Linked DNA regions of Drosophila melanogaster: region 2 is linked to region 1. A link is a contact called in public Hi-C data. All regions are on one chromosome and are shown on one strand. Each heading gives the region's core, a stretch centred on a gene start, on an enhancer-like site or on the middle of the called end of the contact. The rest is flanking DNA. Distances are from core to core; before and after follow the strand shown.

The links. Hi-C and Micro-C count contacts between places; a contact is called where the count stands out from the background.
Region 2: a Hi-C map of the Kc167 cell line shows a contact between it and region 1, with 7 times the contacts expected there. The contact joins the promoter of CG42541 here to the promoter of ec in region 1. A contact is called at or near these places in 7 of 107 Hi-C or Micro-C datasets (the Kc167 cell line, the ML-DmBG3-c2 cell line, the S2 cell line and 3 more).

What each region holds. Positions count from the first base shown.
Region 1 is chrX:3,809,146-3,814,134 of dm6, forward strand. ec (echinus) reads left to right here and starts at 2,553. Exons shown (of 6, transcript NM_130722.4): 1 at 2,553-3,127. It overlaps fd3F (forkhead domain 3F), which reads left to right. Exons shown (of 5, transcript NM_166991.3): 3 at 277-448; 4 at 510-996; 5 at 1,078-1,895. The coding sequence ends at 1,364.
Region 2 is chrX:3,928,410-3,933,398 of dm6, forward strand. It overlaps CG42541, which reads right to left and starts at 2,169. Exons shown (of 13, transcript NM_001272295.1): 1 at 1,158-2,169. CG2938 reads right to left here. Exons shown (of 4, transcript NM_001272297.2): 4 at 3,747-4,989. The coding sequence ends at 4,547.

The DNA.
Region 1 (4,989 bases), core at 1,303-3,802:
ACCCCAGTCAGGCATTCTACGGACTAGTATGGGTCTGCCGCAGTGCTGTTCAATGACGTGTTTTCGTGAAAATTGCCTCGTTTCCGTTCCGGATTGGCTGGTCGAAATGGGGGCTGAAACTTTCATTGCAATTGGTCAACTGGCCAGTGGTGAGTGTCTGTGTCGGAGAACCAATCCTAAAAGAGACGATAAACATAGATGATAAATGGCGGACCACAAAAGCTTTAAGTCTCCGTTTAAGCCTGTCTCTAATTCCATGTTATCTCAACATTTTAGCGATCGTTTCCCCTACTACAAGTCGAATGATGACCGCTGGAAGAACTCCGTTCGACATAATCTATCGATTAACCCACATTTTCGGAAGGGAGTTAAAGCGCCCCAAGGAGCCGGTCACCTGTGGGCCATTTCCAGCGGAGATTCCGCCGAGAATGTTCTGGCCTGGGAGCATGTAAGTGGATATCCATCAGGCAACCGCATACAACTAACTATTAATCCCATTGCATTTGCAGAAGAAGCAGCGGCTGGATTTGTTCTTCAAAATGGAGTCGATTAACCGTGAGCGTATACAGCAGCATCAGCAACAGCAGCAACTGCAGCAGCATCAGCAGCAACACCAGCAGCACTCGCCGCAGCAGAAACAACATTCGGCGGCACAGCAGCAACATATGCCACAGGCCAGTAGCTGCATGTACGATGAGGCGGCGGTGGCAGTTGCTACTCTCACCCAGGAAATGATGCAGACTAACAGCGGCGGTGGCAGCACTGAGACAAGCCAGCAGCAGCAGCAGCAGCAGCAGCATCACCACCACCACAGCCACCAGAATCACCAAAATCACAATCAACACCACCAAAGACTGCTGCCCTTCAACGATCTGTTGAGCGACGATGAGCTGCGAAAGACGGCGGGTCAAATACTGAATGGCATCCATCGCGAGGTGGAAGTACAGTCGGTCAACTCTATCATCAGCACCTACCACGATGTCCTGTTGGATAATGGTGAGTTAACACTAATCTTGTTCATACTTATCCCATGATTATTCAATGAACTCTCATCTTGTCTTTCAATCCTATTCAAAGACTATTTGAATCCCATACACAAGGACGTGGTTGTTACGGAAAGTGTCCTACGGCAGCAGCATGGCACCAACTTGGGCGGAGGCAATAACAACCAAAATAACCAAATGGGCGGCAATAGCCACATGGGTGGCGGCAACTCGCAGTACTACATCACCGAAATTGATCCCATGGAGCTCGGCATTCAGATGTCGCACCAAGTGGAGCCCTCCGAGGAGGAAGTACTCTTCAGCGACGAGTTCAACCTTAACTACTTTGGCTATAATCCGGGTAGCGATATCGTCGCTTGACCGCGCAGACAACAGACTCCAGTTTCAGCTCCTCCAGCTCCCGCTCAGCCAAGCAATTGAATTACCCATATATATATATATATATATATATATATATACATATATGCATACTTGTATATATATTGCTCGATCTTGCTCCATTCCATGACAACAATCGTAATTGTAGCCGATCTACTCATAAGCCAACTCTAAACAAATACTAGTCACACTTGAACAACACTTACATGTAACCACCTAAATCAAACCCTACTTACCGTTTACCATTTAGACCATATGTATAGTCTAGTCTTCAGTGTACCAAAAACACACCTAATCCTTATTTTTTTTTGTCTATACTTTAGTTGAATATTTAGCCGATAAGTAGCTTTCTAGCCCTAAGTACTTATTCGTATATCTGCTCAAGTATCTATTTGCAGAGATTACATACATAGATCTTGCTCCTCTTCGAATTTAGTTAAGTGTTTTTACATGTAGCTGAATATTCGTGAATACTACCAGGCAGAATGATATCCACTCCACTAAGATGTTAACAAAAATTGGAGTTATAGAGCAGTCGAAGTAGTACTAATCCTATGAGTTGGGGAAAGTGTTTATAGTTTCCCTTACCCAAGTCCGTAGAACTAATGGCACCTAACTGGTTTTTTTCATTATGGCAAAATATACCTTTTTTTTATTAAAACCATTTGAAAAACAATTTTTTCGGATTACAAATTGAAAGGCTAAAAAGGTAGAAAGCCACATTTGGGTACATTTCATTTACTTCCGCCGCCGAAAAAGTGTTTGGAGAACTGAACGGTTACACTATCAGCGGTAAAGTCTCCAAGTGGGTTTGAGCCTTGGCTAAAGCAAGTGGCCGATCTCTCCGCTGGTTGATGTTTTTACCGAATGCTCATTGCGTTTCTCCACAATCGCGAAAAAGTGTTTGGAGAACTGAACGGTTACACTATCAGCGGTAAAGTCTCCAAGTGGGTTTGAGTCTTGGCTAAAGCAAGTGCCCGATCTCTCCGCTGGTTGATGTCTTTACCGAATGCTCATTGCGTTTCTCCACCATCGCGTTTCTCCACCATCGCGATTCTTCACCATTTCGTCTCTCCACCATCTCGTCTCTCCACCATCGCTGATCTCCACTGCTTTTTCAATCAGTCGTTCTTTGCTCTCGAAACCGAACGGACGTACCGATTTGCTGGCGGTTTGTTTTGATTCATAGCGGCTGCCCTGACTTTGTTTGCATTTGCTGACAGTGTCTTTGCATTTGCATTTGCGCAGTTGCCACACAGTTGTGTTTTTGTTGACGTGCGCGTGTGTCTTTGATAGTTTGTTTGTCTTTGCGAGGCCAAACCACTAGTTGCTGGATGGCTTTTGCCTGTTTTGCCAAAAAAAAAAAAACCAAACCGCGATTGCAAACCTGAATAATGAAGATGAAGATGAAAAATAAATAGTGGCCGAGTTGAGTTTGTTTTTGTGTGTTTGCTGAGTTTTTTGAGTTTTTGTTCAAGTGAAAGCGTGTGAAAAGTGGCCAACTCTCGGTCCAAAGCCCTCTCGCACTCTCTTTTGGCTCTCTTTTGGCAAGGGAATTTATAATATACAATAAACTCAAGACCAGACATCCACCGATATCCAGCGATATCCAGCGATATCCATATCCTGCCTTGCGGCCAGCCGAAAACTTCCGGTCAACATGCAACCGCAATTGTTGCATAGCCGCAGCCTCCGCCCTTCATTGCCACGATCTCCATCATCATATTAGCCACAGGTGTAGCCAGGTAAGTGAAAACCTATACCTATACCAAATCGCCATAACCATGCCGGGTTATGACATCCAGCTAATCTGATTAGGTTTGGGGGGGGAGTAGTTGATATCTGAGATTCGAGATTGGAGGCACTGTGCGCTGGGAATCCATCAATCATTTACTCAATCGCTGATCCGCCTGGGAAGTGATTTTCTACGGTTTGCCAGGGAAAAGAGAATCCCCAAGGAAAGAAAATGACTTCTAGACAGGCGTCATTTGACCGGTGATCAGGGTTTCCCGTCAAAGGTGAAACAAATTTTCCGCATGCCATTGAAAACTTGCTGTTCGAAGACCGGAAACAGAAACTTTAAAAATGGGTTTCCTTTAAAATGATTTACATTATTAGCAGTATTAATCATCGAGTTACTTTAGTTAGGCCGAATTTCGACACCGATACTAAAGATCTTTTATGAAAACCTTCAGATGCACAAAAACCGAAAACAGATTCATGGCTTCTGAAGGTCTGTACACAGCGATTCTCTCCGCCAATTTTGCCGGGCTCTTTTTATTTTGGATTGTTCTGGTTTCACATTTTTGGCAAACGTTTTTTATAATGTTTGTTGCTCCGGCTTCTTTGGCTGTCATTTCATTCGGAGACAAGTAGTTGGGGCTTTCTGGGTCAGTATTATATACTAATGTATGTACATACATTCGTGATGGTCGCGTTTTTTTTTTTTGATGTTTCAAGAGTAACTGATTGATGGCAAAGTTTTTGCTTGAGTTATCAAAGTTTTTGAATGTTTGCTAAAAAAAAAATAGGTTTCGTACTAAACTAGTTTTTGGGAAAACCGGCCAACGCCAAAGTTTCCCACTTCGCATTTTTTTTCCTGTCCCCAATTGCGTAAAATTTGCGTAGCTGCCGCCTGTGATATTTTCTGAATTCGTTCGATTTTCACCTGCCTCGGCAACGCCGTCAGGTGCGTAGCTCCGATCAGGTAATCGATGCGTTCGTTCGCATTTGCAAAATGTTGTACCGTTAAGTGTTGTCGCCGCCAAAAGATTGTTAATTGCCGCGGTAGTCGCCAAACCCGTAGTTTCGTCGACTTTGGGGAGCTAAGGGGCATAGTCTGCGAGCTGCCGTGTAATTAAAAACCATCAGCGATCATCGTAGGTTGCTTGCCAACTTCTCATGGCGGAGCAAAAAGAACAAAAATCAAGTAAGATCGATATGGTCGAGTGCTTGGACTGTGGTGGATATACAGAAATAATTTTCTTGGGTTTTCCTTTTTATTTTTCAATTTTTAAACTGAACTCTATAATATGTACATACACATTACATTGTTTTTATAAGGACTACAAACTTTCTACTGAATGAAAACATATGCAAAAGTTTGTGGATAGTGCGAGTAAAGAAAAAATTCCTTGTACAAAGAAAAATTTGCCATAAACTATTTTGAATTGGAGCCACAAGTAAGACACATGCACACACATACAAATGTCAATTTAGCAATTGTTCAAAGCAAATTGCGTGAGACTCAAACGACTTGAAGTCGAGGCGGTTGACCCAATGACAATTCATAGGAGTTGTGACCGAAGCAGAAGAATTTGTGTATTCGAAGAATTGCGAATTTTAAGGAATAGTAGTGCAAAGCCAAGAGGGAAACCCAAGAAATAAAAGAAAAGCAAATTCAGGGAGTCCAACAGAAGCTTTATGGATGAAAATAGGAAGTTTTGAAAACTCTCAAAAATGATCTGCATTCCTGCCCTATAAACGGTCTATAAAACACAAACAACATTCCACAGCATAACGATTATAGAGTGCAACAAGACTCCCCACATCATTCTCCCGTTTGGAAGTACACTGCAAAGTATTTTCTACCTAAAAATATCTAATC
Region 2 (4,989 bases), core at 919-3,418, 120 kb after region 1:
CAATTTCCAGGCGAAAAGGCAAATAGCAACAAGCAACAATCAAATTCATATTATTCCGCTGGCGAAACGATGGCGAAGGCAACAATTTCAAGTCCATGAAAAATCTACTCGTGACAAAGAAGAAACAAGCGACAAGCGAGCGCCAAGGAAAATGGGGTAAGGATGTGCATAAGGGGAGGCCACCAGGCAGATGGTACCCTCTTGGCAAATGCAAGGACACCGATGTCCTCCGGCCCTACCAAACTGTATATGCGCCGTGGCACCGAGGAAAACTGCAGAGACTTAGCTGCTAAATCACATTATCACATCTTGAAATTAGAAAAACAAAAAAAAAACCAAAAAAACAGCGACATTGTATCAACTAAAAGGTTTTTCACATAAATTTAATGTGTGATATCCTAGCGGGCCGCGCTGATTTCGCTCAGTGTAGTACGTAGCACAGGAGTGGTTGGATGGGGCGCGAGCATGTGTGGGGAGAAAAGCCCAAATTGTAGGCAAGTCGTGAGTTGTCTAAGCGTCTGTCTGGCACAATCAAAACAAGGAGCCGTCAACCGGGCCAACGCAATTCTAATTAACTGCCAGATACACAAGGACACTCGCACATCCAAGCATCCAAGCATCCAGCATCCAAGCTAACCAAGTAGCCAAATATCCAAATGGGTATGCCAAATGGTGAATAGTGAAGGGTGAATGGTGAAAGGTCTGCATTTTTAATCAACAAATTAAATCGAAACCTCGAAAATGTAGAAAACAAGACACCCAACTAGTGGCGACGCTAACTTGCCGATGGGTGGTGCGGTACTCCATTCTGCCAACGTCCTAAGCACTTGCCTCACTAATGCGCAGTAAAAGGCATTAAGAGGCCAGCTTCCTCAAGTGTCCTTCTTGTTTTTCCCGCTCGACTGGATAGACTGGCTCGACTGGCTCGGCTGTGGCAGAGGATACCTGCCTTGGGTTCGCAACTTGCTCATGTACTCATCATTAATTGTAATCGCAATAGCATTTGTAATTGCAAATGACATAAGTAAGAGCTACACAGCGATGATAATGATAATGATAACAACGATAACAACGAAAGCAACAACACAGCAATGGCAGTGCCAACAACTTAATGACAACGAAATTGAATTTGAGTCACTGGTCCCAAGGCTTCTCACCTGCGACTTGGCGTTGTCCTTATGTGATCACATATCCTGGGCGGCCCTGGACACTCATGATGAATATATTCGGCTTGGAATGAGCGCTCCGGTTGCAAAGCATCAATGGAACTACATCGGTTTGATGTAGCGAACTGCGACCGCGATTTCAATGTTCTCAATTTCGGGAATACAGTTTATATCATAAGTTCGGTTTTGAGTTCGATATGGTTCAATTTGGACTCTTTATGAGGTGTCTTGAAACCGGGTTTTAAAAACGATGGCTTGTTATATTTTTATTTTTTTTTTTTTCAGTTCAGTTCTTTACTCCGATAATTCGGAAGTGCGCTTTGTTTTCTTTCGCAATCGAAGGAGTTCGATCAAATATCGGGTTATAAGCTTGATCTGATATCGATCGCTATAGTAACGATCAAGTATGGGATGCATTTTTAAGCTCTTCTTGTATGTTCATTTATATCAATGGTTCTTAGTGTTCTTAATAATATTCAGCGTACTTTCAATAGCTTTTCTCAATGGGTTTGTTAAGACTATTCGGTTATATTCGATTATGGTGTATTAAGAAACAGATTGTACAGAACAATAAACTTGTGTTCACTTAGACTTGTCTAAAATCTTGATATTATTACATAGCTCGATATAGGTTTTCTAGTCTCAATCAAGTTGATTGCACTCTTAGATTTATGCTTTTGACACTCTTGATCGTACAGATTTTGATTAAGATTAAGATATATAGATTTGGGATTAAATATGCGATTCACACTAAATATGTAATTTATTATAGTGATTATATATATTTGATATTTGCTACTTGATGTTAAGTTAAATTCAGATGATGGTAAACTTAAATTCAGATGTGTTTTTGATTTCAGAATCCTCTCAATGCCTGGATTTCCTTCCTTCCGTTGTTTAACACTGATTGTAAATTTGACAACGATTTTCAAGATTTCCTTTCAATTCGGATGGTATTCACTTTATATTTTCGTAAGTACATATGTTTTAACTGATATGTTAACTGCAGCAACAGGAAAAAACAAGACAAAAATGTAAAAATTCAATAATTTCGATTGAATGCAAGCACTTGGAAAACACTCGGCATTAGGCACTGAAAACGCTTCCTTGGCACTTCAAACACGGCAAACAAAAAAAAAAACATTGAAAACGGTTTAGAAACCACAGCAGTGTAAACGCACAATACACTGTCTTTTCTTCTGTTGGGCGCCAATTTGATATTTTGAATATTTTTGAATTTTTGGGGCAACTGCCGAAGGAGAACAGATTTTTTGGCGCCCAATCGACTGGGAGGCGGTGGGGCTGCTGTGGCTCTAAATGCTCCTGTCGGAATGCCAACGAACCGTTTCCAAACACTTTCGGCCGATGACTGGGAGCCGCCGCCGCTGAGCGGATGAATTTAAATCATTTTCCCTCGGCCCGGCGAGCTGTGCATCGGAAAAGCCGAGTCCGGGCGGCTCGGAAAAGCTTGGCAGCTCCCACTCAAAAGCATTTCTTTGCGGCTCACTGACCTGGTTCGCGGCTAAGAAAAGCGGTGGCTTCCATGGATCCGGATGTGGGGGTGGAAAAGTTGTGGAAAAGCGGTGGAAAAGCCACTTGTTGACGCCAGCCGTGAGCTTTCCAGCCAGCAATCGCAGACCAAAGCTGATCGCCGGATGAGCTTTTCACTAATTTAAATGTATATAGTTTAATTTAGAATTCCACGTTTTTAGCATTTTTTGATTTGTTCATCTTGAGCTGCTACTAGTAAATTACCATGTATATAAGGCACACGTAAATGTCAAACTATTTCTAAGAGGACTCTTTAAAAAGATTGAAACCATAAATTAATTAAGAAATTTCCCCAAATACAAAGACGTTCAACACATTTATATGCTGCCTAGAAAGAAATTGCGATTCGCCTGCCTTAAAGCCTCAAAACCGAAACATTTCCCAATTAAAAGGCGACAAACTTCTGTTTGTGATGCGAATTAAGTTCTTCATTAACCGAGAGTGTGTCTACTTATTTATGCAAATATGTACCTTTGCAGGCGCGTGGAGCTGTCGCAGTTTCACTCCCAACTGCCCCTCATCCACATCCGTGTGCTTATCCACATCCTCACATCCTTACATCCTGAGGGGCACAACTCTTTTTGCTTTGGCGAGGTGAATGAATGCTTTTTGTGAATGGAAAGCATGTTCTGCCACCACCCGCCGCCTTTTCACACTGAGAAAAATGTTGGCAACACAAATGCGATAATTCGAAATAATACTATATTATATATAGTACGAATATATGTACATATATGGGTCAATAGCCGTGCACCTTAGGTGCCATCATTACCCGAAACACGTCCACAATAATTCAAGACATCTCACCAGCAACAGATAGTTTTTCTCGGTGTAGTTTGGACTTAGTTGCAGCTTGTTTGCAGCATGTCAATGAGCACAATTTCTGCAGCCTCCTCCACGTGCCCGCATTGGAGGATGCCCAGTTCAGTGGCCGCCAGTCCAGAGTTCAGAGTTGCAGCATATTTTCCGAAAAGTGTGATAAATTTTCCGGCCAATGGCTTCCGACCGGCGCTGTATAGTGTGTCAAATAAGTGTATATCCATTGCTTTATTCTCTTGCTTTATACATACATTTGGTTTGCCGCTGCTTATGTTTGAGTGTGAGTGTGTTTGGTTGGGTGAGTTGTTAAGTAATTTGTGCAAAATTTAATTAAGGCTAAGTTAACCCTAGGCTGTATACATCGGCGCAAATAATTCCGATATACACATACATATATCATGTGTGTGCCTACAGTGCGTTTCAGAACCATAAGAATATTGTGCAGTTGCAGGTAAAGCCATATAAAGTCAGCTACCGAATTAACTTATTAAACAAACATATATGTAAATAGATTTTAGGAGCTTTAATCTTAAAAATGAAATTGCATTAAGTAAGGTTTTACATCTCATTTCGAGAGTTGACTACGATTTTCTTCTTATAGCTATGACACGCACTTTTCAAACTAGGGTGGTTCGATTGCTAAATAGGCAAAAATAAATATACTTTAACTGAAAGTTATTTGATCCCGACTCGAATCGAATGAACATAATGAGCTAACATTAACAAATTAAATTATTGTCTTGTCTGAATCTTAGCAAAAATGCCAGATCCCGGGGTTTCTTAGGCAAAACGAAAACAAATATTTGACCCATGGCCTTAGAGTTAAGTATCTTTTAAAAAAATATCGAGATATGGCAAATGGATTTTAAGGTCATAAGCTTAAATACAGAACCGTTCCACCCTGACGTTAAACAATTAAGTTCGTTCCATATTTGCCGAATAGGCTATGCTATCTATCGAATACTTTGGGTCAATACCTGGGCGGCAATTGGATTGCGAATCGCTCAGGATCAGAACATGCCATCCGATCGGGCGACGGGTATGAGCACGATGAGGAAGATGACGAAATTTCGCATGACCAGACGCCAGTCGCTGGGCACCGCATACGGCAGCAGGATTTGGGTGAGGCGGTGCACCTCGTGCGATGCGCACACAAATATGAACGATGTAATGATCATGTTGAGCGTCGGGAAACCGGGCAGCAGCACCAGAACTCCATGCCGATCGGCGGCCAGCCAAATATGATACTGGCAGACGAACAGCTCCAACGAGATGCGGCCAAACCAGGCGAAGAACGCCGAGTATCGTGTACGTAGAATACCCGAAATGTTCCTGAGGACCACATAGCCCACAATCGGGATGAACAGTATATACGAATGGATCTCCTCACAGTTCTGAACGTTGCGGCAAAGGAACGAGAACGAAGTGTACACCCCGACGCCCAGCAGGGCCA